Regions from separate parts of the Mus musculus genome. Here region 2 is linked to region 1. The links are chromatin contacts, called in public HiChIP or PLAC-seq maps. All regions are on one chromosome and are shown on one strand. The core of a region is the stretch at or near the end of the contact, and the rest is flanking DNA. Distances in the headings are between cores, read along the strand shown. Region 1 holds the start of Mirt1 (myocardial infarction associated transcript 1). Region 2 holds the start of Shoc2 (Shoc2, leucine rich repeat scaffold protein).

Evidence for each region. HiChIP or PLAC-seq counts read pairs in DNA pulled down with a chosen protein or histone mark.
Region 2: an HNF4G HiChIP or PLAC-seq map of pancreatic cancer cells shows a contact between it and region 1. The contact joins the promoter of Shoc2 here to the promoter of Mirt1 in region 1. A contact is called at or near these places in 1 of 484 Hi-C or Micro-C datasets (CD4 T cells) and 2 of 115 datasets of contacts at active chromatin or transcription factors (extraembryonic endoderm stem cells and pancreatic cancer cells).

What each region holds. Positions count from the first base shown.
Region 1 is chr19:53,461,690-53,467,996 of GRCm38.p6, forward strand. It overlaps Mirt1 (myocardial infarction associated transcript 1), which reads right to left and starts at 3,107. Exons shown (of 10, transcript NR_028427.1): 1 at 2,997-3,107; 2 at 1,619-1,803. It overlaps 4833407H14Rik (RIKEN cDNA 4833407H14 gene), which reads left to right. Exons shown (of 2, transcript NR_167900.1): 2 at 27-1,042.
Region 2 is chr19:53,941,395-53,947,701 of GRCm38.p6, forward strand. Shoc2 (Shoc2, leucine rich repeat scaffold protein) reads left to right here and starts at 3,482. Exons shown (of 9, transcript NM_019658.6): 1 at 3,482-3,619. It overlaps Bbip1 (BBSome interacting protein 1), which reads right to left and starts at 3,233. Exons shown (of 4, transcript NM_001195338.1): 1 at 2,762-3,233; 2 at 2,072-2,185.

The sequences.
Region 1 (6,307 bases), core at 1,857-4,356:
GTTTTTTGTTTTTTTTTTTTTTCCAGGTCTAAATCAAGCAGTGCTTAGAGCCTCCCACAACGGGCCTTCAACCATATTTGGAAGAAAAGAAGGAATCCAGAGAGGAAATGGTTACCTGTGCTTACAGGCGGTCTGCACCACAAGCGCTGACTCAGCAAGAGGGAACTCTGCGTACCCCTGTCCCGAAAGCCCCTTGAGCAAGGACGTCAGAAAGAGACTAAAATGGAGGGACAGCCTCCGAGGGCCCTGGAGCAGGGTAACATGAGATCTATGACTATCTAGTCATTCGCTACCTGCATTTGAAAGCATATGCATTATTATGGTTGTCACCATTTATAGTAGTATACTTAGACGTTGTCCATCGAATCTGGACGCATACTCAATTTGAAACTAAATAAAACCTAAAGGAACATAGGTGACCATGAGGGACTCCAGGGAACATTCTCTGGGACGGAACTCTGTGAAGAGTGGAGAAGAGGCCTCTAGGATCAAGCTATTCATCATGGATACAGCCTCAGATCCAGGACCTCCACCCTCTGGTGCAGTATTTCCAGGATATTAGTGGGGGACTGTGGACCATTCAAGCCTTGGAACAAGTCTAGCCCAACCACTGTCTAACTTTGCTGCTGACGGAAGCCTGACCCAGCCCTGACCTCGTAGACCTTATAGGAATATGTTCTCAGCTCACTGCTCCACATTTCTGGCCCTGTGACCTCACCAAACAAACACCTGCCTATCTCAGAGCATTGTATCTATTCATGTTGATTTCTGTCTCTTCCTTATTAGTCTCTTGCACAAACCATGAACTGGATGAAAGCAAGAACGGGATCGTTTGGGTTCTGTGGGTGACATCAGGACTTGACTGTGGACTTGACTTGCATCTGGCACAGCCTGCTCGCCAGCTCCTATTCCCTTGCCCACCTGTTCTTTGACCTTGAACGCCCAACCCCTTTTTCTTGGCATCAGTATCGTCCTCTCTAAGAGCAGAGATTAGGATTAATAAATCTATGACGTGCTTGTCACAGGGACTAATGAGACTGTACTTAAGACTCAGCTCTGTTTTTTAGCGCGTTGGAAATAGTCAATAGGTATTAGAGGAAATCATCCCCCAAAACTCAGTAGCTAAAAACAAAACACGAAATAAGCAAGGCATGGGAGATGGCTCAGCCCTTGCAGGCTGGGCTCACAAACAAACAAAAGATTCATTATAGCCAGCGCTGGGATTATGGCTCAGTCAACCAAGCCTTGCAGATCTGAGGATATGAGTTCTGGCCCCTAGAATCCACATAAAAAGCCAAGTATAGCGGGATACATCTGTGGTCCCAGAATCAGCAGGATGGGAGACAGGAGACAGACAGAGCCCTGGTAGCCTCATGGGCTGGTTAGCCTTATGTGCCTGGAAAGTTCTAGGCCAATGAAAGACCCAAAGTGCCTGAGGACCAGCACTAACGTTCATTGTTCTCTTATCTCTACCTATGTGCACCAGGCACATGCTTCCCTCCACTTACACATAAATAAACACGAATCACTTAATTTTTCACAGTTCTATGGGTGACAACTTGGTCAAGGCTCACCATGGTGGTTCATCTCTGCTTCAAGCAATTTAGGCTGAACTCACTCAAATTTTTGGTTCATTGGCTTGCCTGTGGAAGGTGGCTTCCATCACTCAACTGGTCACTGGTTGGGGCTATCACTCATGACACCACTATTCTCCGTGTGCCCTTTCCAGCAGGCTAGCGTTCACATGTGGCAGTTGGCTTGGAGGAGGACAATCCTGAAAGTCATTGGTCAAAGTAGGTCAGCCTAGAGACAAAGGTGAAGAAATGTGGAAGGTTTTGTTAGAAGGCAGTACTAAGACTTACTGGATGACATCGTCATCATCACGGCCACCACCACCACCATCATCATCATCACCTTCATCAACACCATCATCATCATTGTGTGTGTCAGAGAGGAGTATGTGCACACATGCAGTGGCTCTAGGTCTGTGTAGCGTAGAGGACCAACTTTTGAGAGTCCATCCATCCTAGACTCTAGAGATAGAACTCAAGCTATCAAATGTAAGAGGTAAGTGCCTTGACTTGCCCAGCCATCCCTCAGCCTCTACATGGGTTTCTTTAGTCTTCCATAGTTGTTTTTCTGTTTCTGGAATGTATACATAGATACCAGGCCCAGCCTAAAATTAAATTAATTTTTTGAAAAAAATAAATAAGTAGAGATAGATATAATCCTAGCCCTCGAGTGATGGGGTAGGAGGACCTTGAGTTCAAGGTTAGGTGGGCTCATATCAAGAACAAGTCTCTCTCTCTCTCTCTCTCTCTCTCTCTCTCTCTCTACACACACACACACACACACACACACACACACACACACACACACAGGTCTGGGCATGTGGTTTAGTTTAGTGGCAAATCATTGTACCATATCTTAGATTTGACCCCTATGTACAGAAAAGACAAATAGGGAGAAGGAGGAGAAATGAGAGACCAGAGGGAATTGCTGTGTTCAAGGTCACATAGCAAGAAATGGCAGAGTTAGGAGCATACATTAGGTCTCTCGTGTTCCTCATTGCCTCGTGTAATTATGCCAACCTAACTGGACAGATGCCAGAGATGAGGCTCTGTTCTCAAGGAGCTGCCTTGATTCTCAGCTTCCAGTGAGCCTCAGAGAAGTACCTGGTACCTTAAGACTGCTGCTTTCTGAAGAGCACAGGGCAAGGAGAAGGGGGTATGTGGAATTCCCTAGAGTACAGAACAGCCCAGCGCAGGATCAGAGAGGCAGCTGCCCTCCTCAGTCCACAGTGTATGTGGGTGGGTGGGAGTCAGGGAAGGAGGTCAGAGGCCAAGGGAGCCCTCAGGATGGGCAACACACAGCCTGCTTTTTCCCCCGGACCAGTCAGATCTGTACATACACATGGACACCCCCCCCCCCCCCCACACACACACATACACACATACACACTCTGAGACATGCTCCCTTATGCCGCTCTTTAAAACCTGCAAGGAAGCTGTCACTGAGATGGTGCACCGTTCAGCTCTAGGTTGGCAGAAGCAGAAATCTCACGGCTTTGGAACTGTTGGCTTGTGGGAAGAGAGCATGAGAAAGTCAGCTGGCCCAGGAAGTTGTGAAATGCAAGCAACGGTTCTGTTATCAGCCCCTTCCTGTTGTTGTGGCACCTAGGGGAAATCAGGGCCCTTGAGCACCCCACTTCCTCTTACTAGAGGAACTCCTTGGGCCTGCTGAGTCACCTGCTGGGGGAAACACACCTATTTTCAGCCTGAGGTAAATGAACTGACCCATCACCGAGACCACATTTCCATGAGTTTTTTCATCCTGGCTGGTGAGACTGGATAACAGAGGCTCGCCTCCCTGACCCAAGATACCTTCCCTCTTCTCATTTCCTTTCTCAGAGTAGCTTTCTTTGCAAGAAAAACCCTCACATGACCACAGGAAGAGTGTGACGGGGCAACCATGGGTACAATTCTAAGGTGGGGCTGCAGCAAGGGCACCCCACTCCTTGGAGATGACTTTGTCATGAGAATGACTCAATGGCTGAGCATTGCTCTGATAAGTTTATTATTATTATTTGTCATTTTCCTACAGACTCTAAGCCTCCTCATGCCTGGGTAGACCATTTGTATGACCCTGCTGTTGGAGGACATCATTGTTTAAGAGCTAAGACCATAGTAGCCCTGGAGCCCAGTAGCCTGGTTAAAGGTAGGCTTGATCATAGAGTGATGGACTTGGGCCAGACCCCTAATTCCTCTAAGACATGACCTCCTAGCTTCTGGGCTGCTTCCCAGGTCTTCGAGGCAGGGCAGCTGATTCCTAGGATGTCAAAGCAGGAGGGACATCTACATGTCATGTTTAACCCAAACCACACACATACTTTATTGATAGGAAAATAGAAATGGAGGAAGGATCAGGGATTCACCTGGACCCGATGCTCAAATATCCCTCCAGGGCATCTTTTGGCCAGAACTACCTCTTAGGTAAAAACCAATAAACAGTACATGCCAGTGAGAAGGTTTCTATTGGTCAGAACAATTTCCTTTTGTACCTCAGTACCTGGAAGTCAGCACAGCAGAACTGTATTTTGAAGAGAGGGGGTTGGGGACCCTTTGCACCCATTGTCCCCAAAGATTTGCAGAATATAAAGAGAGAACCCTTGTGCAGCTATGAAGCACAAGTTCGGTCGATGTGAAGCATGGAATCTGTAAGTTGATGATAAGTCATTAGTATAGGCCACCCTCCATGTCTGTGTGTTCTGGATCACGGTATTCAACCAGACACAGACTGAAATCACTCGGGAAACAGATTACATCTGCAATAAAGGTGGGAAATAGATCACATCATCTGCAACAAAGATATGCTGTTCTCCTCATCCTTACTCCCCAAACAACACATTTGACAAGTATATATGTTATGATTTGAATACAAAATATCCCCTTCCCAAGAAGGCTGATTTGTTAAACATTTCCATCTGATGGCCCAGTTTTGAGAAATGGAAATTTCAAAAGATGAGGCCTAGTAAGAGACATATGTCACTGGGGTCATGTGATTCCTGTCCATCATGAGGTAAAGAAACTTCTCCATCATGAGGTAAAGAAACTTCTCTGTCATGTATTTCTGCTGTCGTGATGCTCTGCATGTGTGTGGGGGACTAAGAAACCACAGACTCCTGAAAGCCATAAACCAAATTAAATCTTTCCTCCCTTAAATTGCTGTCCAGGTGGTTTTGTAATAATATGCTAAAAGTAGAAAATTAGTACCAGGAGTGGGGTTGTTGCTGTTACTAATCTAGGACAGGTGGTACTTAAGCTTTTGGAATTAGTTTGTTTAAGAGATGTAGCAGCATTTGGAGAAGCATGCTAGAGAAAGTCTAGAATGCTTTAATTCAGAGCCCAGAGCAATTCCAGCAGAAGCTCAGAGTTGTGAGTGCTGTTGGAAATGTAGACAATGAAGAGTTTTATACTCATTGTTCAGGCAGAAATGAAGATTGCATTGGGAACAGAACTAGAGGCCATTCATGTTACATTTTGGCAAGGAATTATAGAAAAGATGGCTTGAGGGCATCTCAGAAATTTCTCAGATCACACCCAGGCAGATCTCTGAGTTCAAACCTAGCTTAGTCTACATAGCAGGTTCCAGGACAGCCAGTGTTACACAGAAAGACAGAGAGAGGGGGGGAGGGAGAGAGAGAGAGAGACTTTAAGAAAGAGAGAGAAAGAGACTTTAAGAAAGACTGACATGTCAAGAGAACTTTTACATATAGGGATGCCTAGGGACTGTAGGAGTGGAGTTACTGAAAGCCTTGGTAGCTCATATCCCACCACTGTGATCCCTCAGTGATGCACGTGATGCACAAAGCCTCAGGCTTCAATGTTTACCCTGCTAGGGGTGGTCTTTATTTGGTCCCATTCTCCTTCTATGCCCTTGTTCTTTCTTTTCTGGAATGGGAGAGTTTATTCTATACCACTGTAACTTGGAAACATATAAATTATTTATTATGATGGTGGTGGTGGTGGTGATGATAATGGTGATGTTTGGTTTTTACAGGTAAAAAAATTGACTTTGTTTTGAGTCTTTGAACTCAACTTTTGAACAATGTTGGAATCGTTGACAATGCTTTTTCCATTACAAAGTTATGAGCTTTGTGGGGGACATGGTCAGAAGTAGATGCTATGGCTTGACTGTGAAATATCCCCAGCAGGCTCATGTGCTGACTATTCTCAGTGAGTGGCACTATTTTAGGAAGTGGGGCAGTAACCAAAGAAGCAGGCCACTGGAAGCATGTCTTTGGGGCTGTTTCATGCCCCAAGCCACTGCTCGCTCTCATACTTGTTCTCACTTTCACTCTTGTTCTCTGCTTCCTGTAAATCATGAGATAAAGAAACTCCTCTCTTATATGCTACTGCTGCCGTCATGTTCTGACCAAATGCATGGGGCTGAGCAAGCACAGACTGGACCCCCCGAAACTGTGAGCAAAAATAAATCTTTCCTCTCTCAAGTTACCTCAGGTGTTTTGGTCACAGTGACAATAAAACGGAAAGCTGCAGTTTTCATAGCTGTCATAAACCATCTGCAAATGTCCTAAAGAATACAGAAATTGTTCTGTAAGTCGTAGATAAATACTGGGCCATTTTATACAAGGCACTTGAGCCTCTGCACTTTTTGTTATCTTTGGCTCTGGTCAATCCCTGGTGGATACAGAGAGATAACTATACAGAGAGAAGGCTGTGTTTGATTCTTATCCTAAGACCTTAGTGCTTACCTGATGGCTTCAGGAAGTTCCAAAAGGGAATGG
Region 2 (6,307 bases), core at 2,232-4,731, 480 kb after region 1:
ATTCTATTCTGTGTAGCTAGCTGGCATCTGCTAGTATAATTGTGTTGCAACATGCTCAATTTGGTTAATTAACTCAGACTCATGTTAATAAAATGTGTGGTGTCTAGTTTCTGAAATGTGCCCAAGCCTCAGAAGAGGCCCTGCTCATGGGAGATCTGGATGATGCAGAAGCAGACACCACTGTTACAATCATCGTCATCTCATATAAAATACCTGGTTCAAAATTCAGTTCTAGGTGACAGTCTTAAAAATACTAACCAATAGCCTCTGTGAAAAGTTAATTAGTGGCTGAGATAGCTGGTTAGCTATTTCCATAGTATATAAGAAAAGAGAACTAGATAGTTTACATTTTCAAATGACAGTCCTCAAATCTCAGAAATTCTGTATAAAAACCTTGTGTCATCACTAAAAAATATACATTCTTTTTCCTAAAGTCCTCAAGAATCACTGAATTAGAATCTTTTTATGTGTTTGACATTGAACTTGGCGATCTCTCTCTCACACACTAACTTTCTAAATATTTTAATGCCCAATATGTGCCTAAATTAGACACTGCTTTAGAAGTTAATAATAATCATACTCTGACCACATACGGTATGCTCTGAAGCAAGCTAAAGTACTTTATATAATACTTGAATTCTGTTCAAATTTCGTTTGAAGCCCAGAGACCCTTAGCTAGTGGATGGGCATATTCCTCAAATCCAGGCCTGATTCTAAAACCTAGTTTTAACTATTATATTATTTAGCCTTCCTGAACTCGGTATTAAGATTGTTTCACAATCATAGAGGAGCACACTTCCTCCTATACAAAGAACTATTGAAACATGTTATTTTAACTTTCTGTATGATGGCTGACAGCATTCTACGATAACCTAAGAGATTCCTTTTAACTTTCAGGATGAAAAGTGAGTGTGGGGCAGGAGAACGACATGAGCTCTGCGTTCTTGGGCGGTTTTCTCTTGTGATTATAAACTAAATCCCACAGTTCTCTATTCACTGGGCAGGGCATGTTCCTAATGAACTAAGTGCTAAGTTTAATCTTGATTTTGCAATTTTTAATACGCAATCTTTACTACCAGAAAGCTATCACAGAAACAACAGGACCAATGAGGTCTTACAGAAGAATTTCAGGGAGAAAATACCATTGCCTAAATTGGACTGTGGCCAGATGGACAATAGTTACCTTGGTATCTGCCAAGATAACATCAAGATTCACATATTTGAATTACAGAGCTATACATCTTTCAACAGCAGTCTGCAGGGTGCCAGGACTTGAAACTCAAGAAACTATGCTGACATCAGTATACTCTGCTGTAGATTTCATTGCATCAGCTTAAAGCATAGGCAAAGTAGCAACATTTATTAAAGGGAGACAGTCTATACTGCCAGCCTAGAGCACTATGAAATACTCTACACACAGAGGCAAATCAAAGCCAAACCCTCAGCTTGACAGGTGGGATGGACTCTACTAGTGACAGGAGGCGCCGGCACATGGAGCTGCGTCTGAGAACCCAGTACTTACACAGTCAGTCAGGCCTCCAGTCTAACTTCTGGTTTGCATGAAATAAGAAAAGGAATCCCTTTCCAACAATACCTCTGTGATGACTTCTTAAAAATGTCAGTGTCGCAGAGGGGAAGACGATCTAAAGTTCTAAGGTGGCAATGTCCATGTATAATACAAAACTTTGACAGGAGTTTGATTTATATATTCTCTGTATTCTGTTTTACAAAATTGCCACTTTTCTTGGTTGTAAGAATACTGTATTCTGCAGATTCTCAACTTCGAAATTCTTAGCAAATTTATGTTAGGGTCTGCCTAACTGCAGACCTATAAATGACTTCTAGATAGTACTAAAGTTGGAATATGAATAGGAAAGAAATGTGTACATAGCAGAATCTTAACAATTACCAAGCAGGTAAATGGACACACATCACAAAAGGTGACAGCTGACTACAACAGTAAACCTCAGGAGAACAGGATTACTTCATTTTTTTTTCTGGAACATAGGTAGAGAAGGTAGATTTGTACTTTAATTTTCGTTTGGTTAGGTATAAGCATATTTCAATTTACCTGAAAATTGTTCTTTTTTTTTTTCTTGCACCTTTAGGAATCCAATCTGTAGTTATCAGAACGATTGACTTCTTGACTCCAAACGTCCACAGAAGGAACTACATGAGACAATGTCTTGGAGACACATAAAGCATTTTAAATATTTTTAAAATGTCCTTTAAAAGGATATTCACAATCGTAAACACCCAGGACTAACTACTTCAATATACCCTAACCCAGACTTCTAGTTGAAGCTTACATAGAGCTCAGAAAGGGGAGGCAGGACAGAAAGGGAAGAAAAATCAAAGATGAAAGGGAAGGTTTTGCTTTGCGGGTTGGCTCAGGGAAGTCATCTTTTTCTTTGATAGCTGGGGTGGAAACCGGTTTCTTTGGTTCCCAAAATTTGGAGTTTCTAAAGGCCAGGGAGTGAAAGTACTGTACTCGACAGGAACTCGAGGAGGCGTGCACCGTGCCCCACTGTGCAGACCTAGGGACTGCGGGCCTGGCCTCGCCCGGCGGCCGATCCGGCTGCCTCGCCCTACAGGGAACCTCAGAGGGGCGGAGGGAAGGCTGGCCACCGCCCCACCAGCCGGAAAGGAAACCCTCTGCCAGCGGAAGCGGCCCGGGGCCTCCGCTTAGTCTTCTCCCAGCTCCCTCCCTGCGGTTCATCCGGCCTGGCCGGCCCTGCTGTAGGGCGTCAGGGACACTTACCTCACTCGTCAGCTCTGGGAGAGGAGGCACCCCCTGGGGCGCAGGCGGGGTCCGGCTACTCCCACCTCCTGGCCATGACCCTACTAGGAAGTGCAAGCGCAACTTCCGGTGCGAGGGAGTTTTGAAGCCCTAAACTGTAGTTCTAGGTAAGCGATCAGGGGCTCCGTAAAGGGTCTGGCAAGCAAACCGGCAGTTCCCGATCGCGAATTAACTCGCCCAGTGTGGACTGTGTGTGTGCACATCCTCCGTAAGTATACTTACAGGTGCATCCCTTTCCAGACCGCTCTGCTGTTGCCTGGGGTAACGGGGAACCAAAAGCAGGAAAAACGTACGTCAAACGGGTGACAGGAAACGCCTCCTGCCATCATCAATTATGGCTGCCTGGGCTTCAACCGTAACTTCCGACTGGGAGTCGTTTCTCTACCCGGCTGGAGGCTTTTCTCTGTGGCGGAGCTAGCCAGCGGCGCCCAGTGGGCGGGAGACCGCGCACTGCCGCGGAGGAAAGGAAAAGGGCGGGGACAGGGAAGCTGGCGCCAAGGTTTCCCTCTGATTGGGTGACTGCTTTTGCTCTGGCTCCGCCCATCCCTCCTCCCTAGCGAATGCCCAGGCTCGCTCAAGGGGGCTGGGGCGGGGCGATTGGAGCCAGAGTGTGTGGAGGGGCGGGGCGAGTGGGGGAGGGGCGGGGGGGCGGTGGCAGGGGAGCGTCGCTCGGGGAGCGGAGGACGAGGAGGAGGAAGGAGGTGAGCAGGGATGGTGGAGTCCGGGCTCCGGACGGCAGCCTGGGGCGGGAGCGGCACAGGAGCGCCCGTGGGCCGGTTCTCTGCTTTCCTGCCTGTCGGGGGGCCCGGCCGGCCGTCGGTAAGGGGAGGCCCACACGTCCTGACAGGCGCGAGCCGCCGGAGCCGGGGCGAGGCCTGAGGGGTCGGGGCCCTGGGAGGCGCCGCGGCCGCTTTCCGGGGTGCCACGGCCCGGGGCGCCGGAGCCTCGGAGCCGCTGCCCGCGCGGGGCCGGCGGGCGGGACACGGGGAGCGGCAGGCTGCCCCCTGACAGCGCCGGGCCGGGCCTACTGCGGAGCGGGCGGCCGGGACAGCGCCGGGGCGCGGGCGCGGGCCCGGGGCGGCGAGTCAGTCGCGCTCCGGCTGCTCCGGTCTCTCGGCGCCTCCCGGCCGGGACTGCGGGGCTGCCCGGGTCGCGAGGACGCTTGGCGCCGGGCGGGCGGGCGGGCGGGAGGGCGGGCGCGGCCGTAGGGCTGTGGGGTGGGGTCTCTGCGCCTCCACCCCAAAGTCCTCGGCGCTGAGCGGTCTCCTCCTCGCAGACCCTGCGGGACGAGTGGTGGGTTCGGCGTTGGGTGTGTTGCCGAGTGAAAGGAGTTGTGGCCGCAGAGACCGCCCTGCTAAACACGCCTGGTGGCAATCTCCGTGTCGGCTTTGAGGGCTGGAGGAAAAGTAGTGTAACTCCCCGCCCCCAGCTCGGAACGCAGGAGGCTGCAGGGCAAAAAGATTTTCCCCCTAGCCCCTCGGTATCCATTGTTTTGTACCATCCCCTCCCCCATGCCTAGGTAGAAGAATAAGGACTCCAAAGCAGTAATTCGCCCGCCTCTCTCTCTCTCTCCCTCTCCCCTCGCTCCCCCGTCCCTCTCCGCAGAGGTTTGTGTTAACAGTGCAAGTGGGGGGTTTACAAACAGGTGGAATTGCTTGTCTATTTGGGAATCGGAAAGAAGATGCTTTTGGGGTGTGTTTTTTTTTTTTTTTTTTTTTTTTTCATCTCATCTCACCTTTACATTTGGGAGATTCGATTTTCTTCCCATTGGTTTGTATCATTATGAAGGTGATGAAAATAAAAGAGGAAACCCTGTTTTGCGACCTATCCCCACAAGTATTTTTGAGGACTCAAGGGAAGTAAAAAATCAGCTTGCAAATGTGGACTGTGTGGTACATTGGTCTGCAGCAGGATGGTTAATCTGGGAGCTTACACCGGTGTAATCGCGTACACTCTTTGTGGATGTCAGAAGTTCTAGCATCTACCCGGAAGGATTGCCGAATCAAAAACTTAGCTGTTTTTCAGAATCGAATGGTAGACTTGTGCAAGCAAGTGTTTTTGTGTGTAAGTCATCAGCCCTGACAAAGATGTTTGATTTTTAAAGACCTGCGTTTACTAGTACACTCATTCCTTCAGTCACCCCTCCCTGGCATTGCCTTTGTAACTGTTCTTTGCTATGTATTTGAAGAAACTTAGAGGTTTAGCTATTCACAATTTGTAATGTTCACCAACTCTACAAATTAAATTGCAACTATATTTGAATTCTTCAAATGTTTTTATTTTTCATATGAGAGTTAAAGATAAACTACCTAAATGCGTACGTTCGTCAGTCATTCACCACCACGGGTTTAGGCTGCACACTCAAAACTTTCTCAGTGAGAAGTCTTCCAAACTTATTAAGACATAAAGTATTTTTATTTTAGTTTGAGTATGCATTTGCAAAGTAAAAGAGACAGAAATAAAGGGTTTTGTTTAAGGTTTCTACCTTTTAAAGGACTAAATGTAACTTAAAGGTAACATGATATTCCGGGCGTAGTGGCACACCCCTTTAATCCCAGCACTCAGGAGGCAGAGGCAGGCGGATTTCTGAGTTCGAGGCCAGCCTAGTCTACAAAGTGAGTTCCAGGACAGCCAGGGCTATACAGAGAAACCCTGTCTCTAAAAACCAAAAAAAAAAAAAAGTAACATGAAATCACACTCTTGCAATCTCAGTTTGAAGTTAGTCTTGACCTCACTCTAGCCAAGTACATTTATCCCTGATGCTTAAGTTTCTGAAGAAACTATATTTGTCACATTTGGCATTTCCTTTATGATATTCTCAGTGTTTTTCTTTCATTACTCAGAAGTTAGTATGTATTGAAAGATGGTATAAAGAGAGACATTAGTATTTCCAACCTGGATTACATTTTACTTTGTTTTTCTTAGATGTCATAATCAGAAATTAGATCAGAACTGTTTTTGGTAATTGTGGCAAGTATAGATCATAAGTCAGCATGTGAACTTCAAACCAGTCATAAATTTGAGGTACTTTATTTTTAAATAGGAACAGGAAAATTATGATTTTTGATGTGCTTGTAGAAATTCATTTAACATATTATCACATTGGGTTGAGGGTGTAGCTCAGTAGTAGAGTGTTTACATAACATGTACAATTCCCTGGGTTTGATTTTCCTAGTCCTGCGATTGATCAATCAATCAATCAATCAATCAATCGATAGCTGTTCTTTATGTGTCTCAGGACGATGGCTTTCCCTCTTCTAGCTAGTCACTATTCTATTCTATATGAGCTAACCTCAGGGTGGCTGCTGGCTGTTGCTGAGATGTGAGCGCGTTTATCCTTACGTGCATGAGCTTTTCCTTGCTTGTGTATGTGCAGCACATGGACACTTGACAGAGGCCAGGAGATGTCACACACCCAGGGACTGGAGTTACAGACGCTTGTGAGTGGCCACCTGTGTGCTGGGAATAAAGCTCTGCTTCTCTACAAGAGCAGCCATAATGTTCTTA